Linked DNA regions of Mus musculus: region 2 is linked to region 1. Evidence: chromatin contacts called from public Hi-C data. All regions are on one chromosome and are shown on one strand. Each heading gives the region's core, a stretch centred on a gene start, on an enhancer-like site or on the middle of the called end of the contact. The rest is flanking DNA. Distances are from core to core; before and after follow the strand shown.

Region 1 (5,625 bases), core at 1,214-3,713:
AAAAAAAAGTAATTAGGAGGTAGGGACAGGGGATGAGAAACAACAGGTGGTCTTTGTCTTTCTGGGTCTGGGTTACTTCATTCAATACAGTCTTTCCCAGTTCCATCCATTTACCTGTAGATCTCATAATTTCTGTTTTCTTTGTAGCTGAGTAGTGTTTCGTTGTGGGTATGAACCGCTATTATCCATTCATCTGTTGAAGGACATTCAGGTTGTTTCTGTCTCCTGGCTATTGTGAATAGGGGCAATGACCCAAGCTGAGCAGGTGTCTGTGGAATAGGACGGCAAGTATGGGGATGTGCCAAGGAGTGGCACAGCGAGGTCAGATGGTAGATTTAGTTTTAGCTCTTTGAGGATTCTCGAGTTTGCATTCCCACCAATGGCTGATGAAGGTTCTGTCTTTCCCACAACCTCACCAGCATTTGCTGTTAGTTGTTTTCTTGGTCTCAGCCACTCTGGCTGGGATGAAATAAAATCTTGAAGTTGTTCTAGTTTACATTTCCATAGTTGTTAAGGATGATGAACGCTCTTGAGGTATTACTAGCTCCAAATCCTTAGATATGCTGTGAAGTAAACACAGACACCAGCAAAATATAAAGGAACCAAACGTGTGTGTGTGTGTGTGTGTGTGTGTGTGTGTGTCGGGGGGGGGGGGCTTGAGAAGGATATAAGTGAGAGGAGAGGGAAATGAATGGAGAGGGAACTCCAACGGGGAGGAGTGGGGGAACTCGGAGGAAGGGAGGTCAATACAAAAGGAGAAAGAGGGATGGACACATAGGTCTTCTGCCATAAAGCCTAAAGGAGTCATATTACTTTATATTTACCTAAAATTATACACACTATGTATGTTTAAGATATATATCTTAAATAATTAGTTAAGTGTATTTGTATTTAACAATAATAATAATTAAAGAAGACTATCAATTTGAAAGTGGGGGGCCATGGGAGGGGTTGAGGGAGGGTTTCTGGAAGAGGCTGGACAGACGAAAGAGAAGCGGGATAGTGATGTAATTCTCTTTAACTACAATGTACTAAAACCCCAATTTGACTAAAGGTTCTAGACCAGTGGTTTTTCTTTCTTCCTTTTATGTGTGTGTGTGTGTGTGTGTATTCGTGTGCATATGTGCATGTGCACTTGAATGTGTGTGTTCAGGTGTTCATGCGATGTGTATAGATCAGGGGACAAGCTTGGTTACAGTCCCTCAGGTGTTGCGCACTGTCTTTGAGAAGGGATCTCTCACTGATCTGGGTTCTTCTTCCCAGGTCAGGCTGGGCAGCCAGGGCCTTCAGTGGTGACATGTCTGGCTCTCTGGTGTGGGTTCTGTGGAGCAAGCTCAGGTCCTCAAGCCTTGTGAGGGAAATGTGTTATTAACCCTGAGCTCTTTTTCTTCCTAGTCCCGGCTTGGCGGCTTTATATCTTCACGGTGTCTACTGATGTAGTAAGAGTTAGACTACATAAAATTCATCCCACCCCAAGTTACTTTTTACCTGCTCATTATTATTGCGTTTTGGATTGGTTTGTTTGTTTCTACCTCTCTGTCTATTAGTTTAAAAACTTATTTTCTCCTCTCTGAACACTTTTGGAGCTGTTAGCCCAGAAAGTAAAATGGAGCTGTTTAATTGAGATCTAATATTCTTGCCCTGTCTAAACAGCTTAAGAATCTCTTAACAGCATAACGCCGTTTCTATCTTTCTGATGTGAAAATTATTGTGGTACGTTTTTATTTCTTTGAAACTTCTAAACATCTTTGTTTTGGGTAATAGACAGTTTGCTTCATTCATGTTACAATTTCCTTATCTTTCCATCCTTTTTTGCCTCATGTTTCACGGACTGGCTGCCTGCTTCCTCGGCACTGTGAGACATATACTTTAGAACGCCAGTTAGTGACTGACTCCTGCTCAGCCCCAGAGTGCTGGAACTCTACCCTAGTTTTCGGAAGATGTGTTTGTCAAGTATAGAATTTCAGGCTATGAGGACCTTTTCTCCAGCATACAGGAAGCTCCATTTAAATCAGGTCATGAAGAAGGATAATTAGGATTTTAGCAAGTAGATAAGAATGAATGGAAACAATTTAAATGGATTTCATAAAAACCTGCCTTCTTTAAAAGATTGAGGCAATTTTGCTTGCTTAGATCCCAGAATAATAGTAATAAATTTAATATTTTTTATAAATGATAAACTGAGTTTGGTTATTAAGTTATATTTGCACTACCTATGTGATAAACTAGATTGCAGGTTACTTTATTTTCAAATGATATTTATTATTTATTATACTAAATATATATCGATTTTTTTTAACTTCTGGTAGCTGACATGTTTCATCACATGTCACAAGGCTGCTAATCAGCTGAGCTCTTGCTAGACAAGAAAAGGGCGAGCTGAGGAATGTAAGTGGCAGAGGCCCAGCAGTGCTGAGCTTGGATCTAAAGGCAGGCCTCTGACTCAGAGGCCGTGCTCTCCTCTCATTAGCCGTTTACTGCTGGTTCCATGAAGCTAGGTTCTGCAGAGGTGCCCAGGTCAGGTACCAGGAAACGGAAAAAACCCACATTTCAGCCTGGGCATCGTCTGCTTTTGTCTGTTTGTTTTGGATTCATACAATGATGGAAAGGATCATGCTGCTAAAAAAAAAAAAAAAAAAAACCCAAACCCCTAATACCATCACGGCATTGACTTGTGCCCTATGAATTACTCTCTGGTCATTTTTAACCTACAAAAGTGGCATTTCTGAAAACATGGTTTAATCTAATCCCACACCTTGCCTGTGTTAGAACTGGAAGGGAACTTCATAGTCATAATCAGTCAGAAGCGCTGGTCGTATTTCACAGGTGACCACTTTAGTCTAGAGAAGAAACACAGCCCCAGCCTGGGTGCTCACCCTCCTGCACCAGGCGCTCAGCCTGTGCTCTGGAGACTCACACCAGTGTGGGAGGAGCGGGGGAAGTAGTGCAGTCAGAGGATTTCTGTTCTCCCTGGAGATTTTCTGCAAGCTGAGAATGCACTCTGCCACCAAGTTACGTGACCAGCCCCGGAACAAGCATCTTAAAGCAATGTCTGCAAAGCGCTTGGCCCAGAAACAACCTCTGCTGGCCACTCTGAGTTATAGAGGGAAGCTGGCTCTATAGATTGTGCTGACTGGGAAGACTGCTGATGCTGGTCTTCAGAGGAGGAACTGTTATGCAAGGGAAGAGACCCGGAGATTTTTAAAGGAGAATGAGACTGGATCAGGTTGGCAGACTAGAAGGCTAAGACAGCGTTAGGAGGGGGGAGCCTGAGATTCTCGACTAGCTGACATAGGAAAGCTGATATGTGTGTGTGTGTGTGTATCATGGGGAGAAAGAAAATGTATATTATGTAATTAATATGAAATATAAATAATTATGGGAGGGTAGATGGGAGAGAGAGAAGAAGAGGGAATGTGTGTATTTGGGAGCAAGGAGTTGAGATAGGATCTAAAGCAGAACTCACTATGTAGCTGAGGTTGACCTTGAACTCCCGTCTACCACCACACTCAGCAGACAACGGGAAACATTTAATGATGGGGTCGGTCTGCAATGCAGTAAGTAAGAGCTCTTGGGAGTACAACCACACGGTTCCTGCCCAAAACAAACGCCGAACTCCTGGAGAATACAGTTCTGGAAGCATCTCAGGTCACTGAAATCAGTGGGACATCAAATCAGAGAAAGTCGGTGTAGGGCTCCCTCACAGGTGAGGTGGGGCAGGTCAGGCTGGCCTCTGCCCCAGCCTGTGCGGAGAGGCTGAGAGGCAGATGACAGAAATGCCACTGGGTACCTCAGGTTCATCAGTCCTCATGACCCAAGTTACTGCACGCTAAAAGAAATCACTTTCATTTCTTAATTCCAGGTCAACTGTGAGAACTCCTGCCTTTCTTTCTCAAGATTCTCCCCCAGCCCTATTCTTCTTCCAGAAGATTCTCTGACAAATTCCCTGGCCATTGCATTCTCTGGGCACAATAATGGGTCAGGTTCTTTGATTTCTTTACGTGACCCCGAAGTGTGAAAGACAAACTCTTACTGTCCTTGTGTTATTGACACTCCTACTTCCTTGCTCGCTGTTTGATACCAAGTAGCTCCTCCCTTGTGCCCTTCCCCACCCTCAACCCCTGTTTTCCATATGGGGCCGAAGCTGATTCAGTAACAGGGCTGGAGCCTTCACATTCATCTGAAATCAGAGCAAATAAGGGCCAGGGGAGAAGAGATATGATCATGCAGTGCTCTCTCACATTAGGAAACAAGCAAGTTGGAATGGGTACATGATACTTCTGCCAAGGGAAGTTTATTGAGGCATTTGTGGGGTAAGGGGGACATCTTGAAGGTTCAGTACAAAAGGGATCACTTGGTGACTCTGGGATTGAAGGTCTGAGTCTGGGATACCTTTCCTTGTCTCTAAAGGTTCTAGCTCCATCTGGACCAAAGCAGAATCTATCAGGGGATCCAGGAAGGCTGGGTTTCAGGATGATAGCCCACAGGTGCCAGTGACGTGGAATAGGCATCCTTGAGCAAGTAAGGACCTTCACTTCTTTAGATGACATCGGGGAGTCTGAACGCCTGGCCTTGCCCCATGTCAATGAGCTTATGACAGGAAGTGGATGTGTGGCGCTGAGGAGTACAGGGGGGCTCAAGCTTAGGTGGGGAGAGGGTTATCCAAACATTGAGGATGAAATTCTACCAGCCTCTTGTTGGTTCCTCAGATCTCACCTCGCCCCAGATCTGTTCACTGCTCCCTAAAGTGCTTCCTATCAAGGGATTAACTCCTGCAATACACACCAGGAAATCCACACCCACACAGTGTCCCGGGGCCTGTGGGTGAGGAGGAGACATGGAAGGAAGGGAAGTTTTTGTTGTAGTGGCACAGCAAGCTTATTGGTCTGGGAATATACCTGGGCCCAGTCCTAGAGAAGAACAATGCTAAGCAAGGTTGGAGGACAATGGGTTCTCTTTTCAGGAGCTCACACACACACACACACACACACACACACACACACACACACACACACACGGCTGACAAAGCTGGGGTTTCAGCTCTTCTTGCCTTTTATGTCCTCCGACTCCAGGCACTCTGGGCTGCCATTTTCCCAACTCATCTCTCATCTAAACCTTTCCTGAAATATACTGGTCACCTCTCCATTTTTTCCTGAACACTCTATCTCTGACTGAGAACCAGAACTTCTTCCTGTACAACATCTCTGTCTCTGATCAGATCTTGCCCCAGAATCTTCCAGGAGGGTCTGGCGGATATTCTACAAATGGCTGGAAGTACCTTTCTATGCTTCCAAAGTGTTCCCCATCTCCCTCATACCCGGAATGTGTCTAATTTCTGCTCAGTTCTGCTCAGGGGTAATCACCAAGTGACACAAATGGCCAGGCCATCAGCGGAGCCTATAACTGGTTATTCTGACGTGGGTCACCAAAGCAGAATTCCTGTGTTTTACCTCCTCTGCCCTTCACTGTGGCCACCGGCTCCTCCCAATCTTCCGCTTTCCCTACAGGACACACAGTGCCTGACACACAGAGTCCTTTCTCCTTCAGCAGAACCACTGCACTGTCCACATTCTGCTGCTTCCAGCTGCTGATGTCCATGTGGGTCCCATCCTCAGCCAGACTTGG
Region 2 (5,625 bases), core at 1,609-4,108, 40 kb before region 1:
AACAGCTAATTGCACTTACTGTCTTCAGGGAGCTCTTCAGCTTTGCGGCCAGTTTAAAGCCACCGCTATCAGCTCATCTTTGACCTAACAGTTAAGAACTCCAAGGGACTGGTCTGCTTCATCTCTTTGTTTTTCTTCAGGCTCATTATCTGCATATTGCCTGAGGAGGCCAGAAGAGGGTGTTGGATGCAGTGAAACTGGAGTTACAGATGGTTGTGATCCTCCCTGTAGATGCTGGGAACTGAACCCTGGTCCTCTGCAGGAGCAGCCAGTGCCCTTAGCAGCAGAGCCTTCTCTCTGCCCCTGGTTCATGTTAAAGAAGTCAGAGAAAAGCATTTGAGGATTGCTTGCTGGAGCAGGGCAGGGGGAGGGTATAGGGGACGATCTATCTGCTTGCTGCCAGTTTTGCATGTGAAAATTTCGAGCTGCTTCTGAGAATGCATTTCCAATATGGATTCCCTGACTCCTGGAATACCCCAACAGACCAGTGGCTGGTTTACTAGGTTAATTTTTTGTGTGTAGTTTCTCTATCCTTGTAAAGGAGATCTCTTTTATGGACAGTTTGTAGTGAGGGCAAGGGAACTTCAGTGTTTCCCTTTAAAAATCCTACATGAATTTCACAACATCTTACTCGGAAAGGTCTATAGGTTTTATCACACATTCAAGCTATCAGAAGATGCTAATGACACACACGTGGCTCGTTCAGTGGTCTTCTCTTTTGCTCAAAGCTAACAGGATTGTTCTGGCCAATCTAACTTGACTAGCATCAGGTAGCTAACCTTTCTTTAAATTAATCTCTTTTTTTTTATAATAAAAAATCCTCTTATGTCAAGCATCATGTATTTTTCTTAAATGCTTGGCTGAACCTAAAATAGAATTGAATCTTTGAAAGGTTAGCTTGATAAAATTATCCAAGAAGAATTACATGTTTACTTTAATCAGTGCTCTTTATTATATGAAAGCATTGGAAGTATAGGATAGTAAGCAATTAATCATAAATGTAGCAGTCTGTGAGTAAGAATATACTCAGAGGTATTATTTTATTAAGACCTTTAAAATTGTCAGTGACATTATGAGGCACAAATAAAGACTTAGCAGGTACAAAATTGGGTGCATTGCATCGGTTTCTAATTTTGTTTGTGTTCTGGAGCCCAAACCTATGGCCTTGAACCAGTATTCTACCCCTGAACTGTAATTTCAGGCCCAACAATTCCCTGATCTTTCATAGATTCAGGTGTGTATGCAAAGTGTTACTTATTTGAAGAAAAAAAAAAGAATAAAATGTATGTTCATTTAAAACCACTGCTTGCCTTCTACTATACAAATATTGATTCTGGGTCAAAGTTGTACCAGTGTAAAATAATTCCTTTTTAAAGGAAATAAGAAAACAATTTATTCTGAGAAAAGCATCCGGGAATGTGAATTCAAATTACTCTAAATGACATGTTCGACTGTGTAAAAGGTTATATGAACTTTTATAGGCACAGCACATAAAAGCTCACCAATCAGTTTTAAGTCCGTGGAGGCAGCAGGAGGAGAGCTTGCAGGGTCAGGGCATTTGTGTGTGCGCGCGCACATGCGCACACATGCACATGAGCGGTGGTGTCTTCTATAGGATTTGGTGGAGGCTGGGGGGTCTGTTAAGGATGGTGATAGGTTCCAAGAATTGTATCTGATAGCCAGAAGGACGTTGGGTCAGATACAGAGGCTGACTTTGTAAATTACAATGGCTTTTGAAAATTACAAAACATAACTCAAGATAACTCTGGCTCTTGGCCCACCACATTTCATCTCCCTGTAATCACCGTGCTCAGGCCAGCCATGGCTGGGCAGTCGGCAGACCCTTCTCTAGAGACGCAGCATCTTCAGAATGCCTTAGGTCACATTGTAATCAGCACATGGGGATTTCATCTTCTGAAACCAGCGTCTGCCCTTGTCTTGGCTGTTGTTAAGCAAGAGAAACCTTGCTCCCAGAGACCCCCGCTTCCCCTGAGTGAGAGGATGTTTTCTCTCACAGAATTTGGCCCTTTTAAGGGTACACCATCAAATCCCACTTATATCAACTCACTGTCTGCCGTTCTCTCACAGTCTAGCTGTTAGGGTGAGTAGAAAATCCAGATGCAGAGGCAGGCTCCTTCTCCCAGGCCGATGCTTGTGTGGACGGGAAGGAAGACGCTGTTGAACCGTTCTGCAGTTTCCCAGGGGTGTTTCAGTAAGGCTTGAGCCTTGTAGCAATGGCAGGAAGGAGCACTATCCCTTATCTTCTGGGAGGTAATTGCCAAGCCTTGCAACATCTTGTCTGGTAGGAGTCTGGCTTGTGATTTGAGCCAACCAGGTGGTAACTGTTAACTCCAAAGGCAATTCCAATTCTCCAAACTCCCAAGGCAATTTGAATAGCCAGAACTGAGTTCAACCTAGACTGTAGGAGGAGTCTGGTGGTTAGATTAAAAACCAGCATTCCTCAGACACTTGCAAAACCAGGTCCGGTCTGCCAAAAGGAGTCATTTCCCTTACCTCTGGCAGAAGGGACATGTGGTTACCCAGTGGTGCCTATGAGCATATCAAAGTGCATGCTGACCTCCAGGTTCCAGTGCCTGACAGTCATCTCAAAGTCCATGCTGGTGCTGTCTCTCATTTTCTAGCCTCTATCCAGCTGCTCTTCTCCCTTCTTTTGCAGACGGCCCTAGCCATGTCCAGTCTGCTGACCATATTTGTTATGGGATACCTGAAGAGAAAAACTCCCAAGAGGCCTGAATAAGTCAAGTGGAGTCTTTATTAACTGCTGATGGGATGGTACCAAGCAGATTAGTGGGAAGCAGCCCTGACCTCTGCTTGGTTTGAGGTTTTAAAAACAGAATTACAATCTTGATGTATACAGGAAGCAAGTGTCATTTGTAGAAGTGGAGAGATAACAGTTAAATGACCAGGCAGTTAACCTGTTATCAGTATGACTTCAAGGGGGGCTGCCATAAAGACACTGCTGGCCTGTCCACTCCACAGCATGGTTAAGGTTTTAGTGTAAATGTGAGAAAGAGAACAGCCAGGGGGTGTGGGAGAGTCCAGAACAGACTCAGGTCTCATTGTATAGGAATTTAGGGCTAGTCACCCAAGATAGTTTTAGCACCAAGAGTAGTCTTAGGAATACATCTAGTCTGCCTTGTCTTTCTCTTCTGGATTCTCCCACACCCCCTGGCTGTTCTCTTTCTCATGTTTACAATAAAACTTTAACCATACTACAGAGTGGTCAGGTCGGCATTTTCTTTATGGCAGCCCCCTTGCATGCAGTCACGCTGTGATTTAGGGTGGGACTTTAGTGCACTGGGTATTAGCACAATCTCCCTGTGGGCTGGAAACTGATCAGTCACATGGATAGTACATAAATCAGCTTTGTGAGGCTATGACAAGATATCCCAGGACATAAACATAACAGAAGAAAGGTGTGTTTTAGTTCAGGCTAAGTGCTGATGGTTGGCTGCCTCCACTGTACATGCCTGTGGGTAAGAAAAAGAATATCATTGGTAGAAGAGTGTGGTGGATCAAAGCTGCAGAGAGATCGACAATGGAAGAGAGGGGGAAAAGTGAGAGGGAAGGGGAGTGAGCGAGAGGGAAGGGAAGAGAGAGGGAGGGAGGAGGAGGAGGAGGAAGAAGAGAAGAGAGTGAAACTGGGAGCATGGTTCAGGGAAAGGACATTCCTTTACAGTATGCTTCCGGTCACCTCCTTTCTCCACCTAGGCCCTACTTCCCGATGGCACGTCATGTTCAGCTATGAAACCATCAATGTTGTAGTGGGCTGGGTAGCATGATGACTGAGGAACACTTTTTTTTTTTTTCTGAGTACTGTAAACCTAAATGCACCATCGCCAGGCCAGTGTTGATTGGATATGCTAAAGGGATCAGCTGGTCCTGCTCATGTCCACGAGGCTTGATTTGAAACAGTATAGGCTATCCAGTGTACAAGAAGGAATCAATGACATGCTAGACACAGAAGTGCTGATGTCAATAATTCTTTGTGTGAGAGCCCAGCCCCATGACCCGTGAATAAAGGGAGAGTTTAGGGAGAGTAACAGAACTGAGGCTTGACTAAAGCAGTGCCCATAGCTGCAGTCATCCCAATATCGTTCAACCGTGCACGAAGTGTGGCCAGAGACTCACGATGCTGCTCCCACTGATCCAGCATTCCCCTTCCTCCTCGATCCTGCTAGCTTCAGTCCATGTTCATGTGGGAGGAATCCCAGTTTCCATTTCCTCTACAGGCTGTTAGAACTCACAGCTGCAGTCATGTAGGTCAGGGGAGATTGAGATCTATTCAAGGTTTTAGTGTAATGGTATATATTAATGCTTGATTGTAATGTGGCCTCTGCCCCAGAAAACTCCAGGTATGAAGGCTCGATCTTCACCTGGTGACACAGCTGACAGATGATGATCATGATGGGGAACTTGTAGCTGAATGGGATATGAGGAGGCAGGTCACTTGGGTGTGACTTTGAAGGATATATATTGTTCCCTGACTCATATTACTCACTTCTAACCAGGCTACAGTCAAGTGAGTGATCAATTCTGTATTCTGCACCACAAGCTTCATTTCATTGCAGAGCTTACGGTGATGGCGCCAAATCACCAAGAACTGAAATCTCTGAAACCAGAAGCCAAAACAAATCCTTCCTCCTTTAATCCCTCCATTAAGTTGCCTTCCTCAGGGCTTTTCATACTCTTGAGACGCTGACACAGTGCCTTTTCTTTTTCTTTTTTTTTTTTTAAAAAGACAGCATTTCATGTAGTCTAGGCTTGGCCTTGAACTTGTTGTGTACCAAATACTGTAATGTATACATTACAGTAAATAATGTAAGATAATATCCTAAGGCAGATAACAAGTGAGAACTGATCTAAATGTAGACACACATGACTGAGCCTGGTTGATAAGCTGGGGTAATTCCAGAGGCTGGACGAAACACTAGAATTCTTAGGCTATCTTGCATTAAGAGTCACCCATAACACTGCAGTCAACTGAAGCAAGTCATAGTCTCACTCTTTCTTTTTCTAAATTCTTCTCTCATACAATCTATCTCAATGGCAACATTCCCTCCCCCCGCCTGCCCTGCCCCCCCCTCCCCCCAGATCCACTGCTCCTCCATTTCCCTTCAGAAAAGAAAAGGCCTCCCAGGATATCAACTAAACACGGCATGGCAAGCTACAATAAGACTAGGCACAAGCTCTCATATCAGGGCTGGAGGAAGAAAAGGGGCCCATGAGCAGGCAAAAGAGTCAGAGATAGCTTCATTCTGACGGTTAGGAGTCCCACAAGACCCCCACAATAAACAACTACCATGTATATGCAGAGGACCTACTGCAGACTCATGCAGGCTCCTTCCTTGCTGCTTCAGTCTCTGTGAGCCCCAATGATCCTCGTTTAGTTGATTCTGTGGGCTGTGTTCTCCTGGTGTCCTCCACCTCTCTGGCTTCTATAATCCTTTCTGCTTCTCTTCTTCCAGGTTCCCCATGAACTGAAGTAATTCGTATTCACATTCTAAACAAAAACCATGCTTGGCTGGTCTGTCTGCATGCCTATTTCTTACTGGAAATATCATAAGCACTATCTATAAACAACCTCCAAATATGAGTATATTT

Evidence for each region. Hi-C and Micro-C count contacts between places; a contact is called where the count stands out from the background.
Region 2: a contact with region 1 is called in a Hi-C map of the Ba/F3 cell line, with 2.7 times the contacts expected there. The contact joins two enhancer-like sites. A contact is called at or near these places in 14 of 484 Hi-C or Micro-C datasets (the 63-12 cell line, the Ba/F3 cell line, the G1E-ER4 cell line and 8 more), 4 of 115 datasets of contacts at active chromatin or transcription factors (CD8 T cells, the HPC-7 cell line, embryonic stem cells and 1 more) and 1 of 9 other capture datasets (embryonic stem cells).

What each region holds. Positions count from the first base shown.
Region 1 is chr14:55,384,374-55,389,998 of GRCm38.p6, reverse strand. No RefSeq gene overlaps it. Among named protein-coding and RNA genes, the nearest start is that of Gm52145, 52 kb to the left of the region's middle. Within about 2 kb of position 2,463, at least 33 of the 459 cell types and tissues checked have an H3K27ac peak or open chromatin away from gene starts, as enhancers often do. A contact at or near this core is called in the Ba/F3 cell line and the G1E-ER4 cell line, where this site is marked.
Region 2 is chr14:55,424,979-55,430,603 of GRCm38.p6, reverse strand. No RefSeq gene overlaps it. Among named protein-coding and RNA genes, the nearest start is that of Gm52145, 11 kb to the left of the region's middle. Within about 2 kb of position 2,858, at least 5 of the 459 cell types and tissues checked have an H3K27ac peak or open chromatin away from gene starts, as enhancers often do. A contact at or near this core is called in the Ba/F3 cell line and the G1E-ER4 cell line, where this site is marked.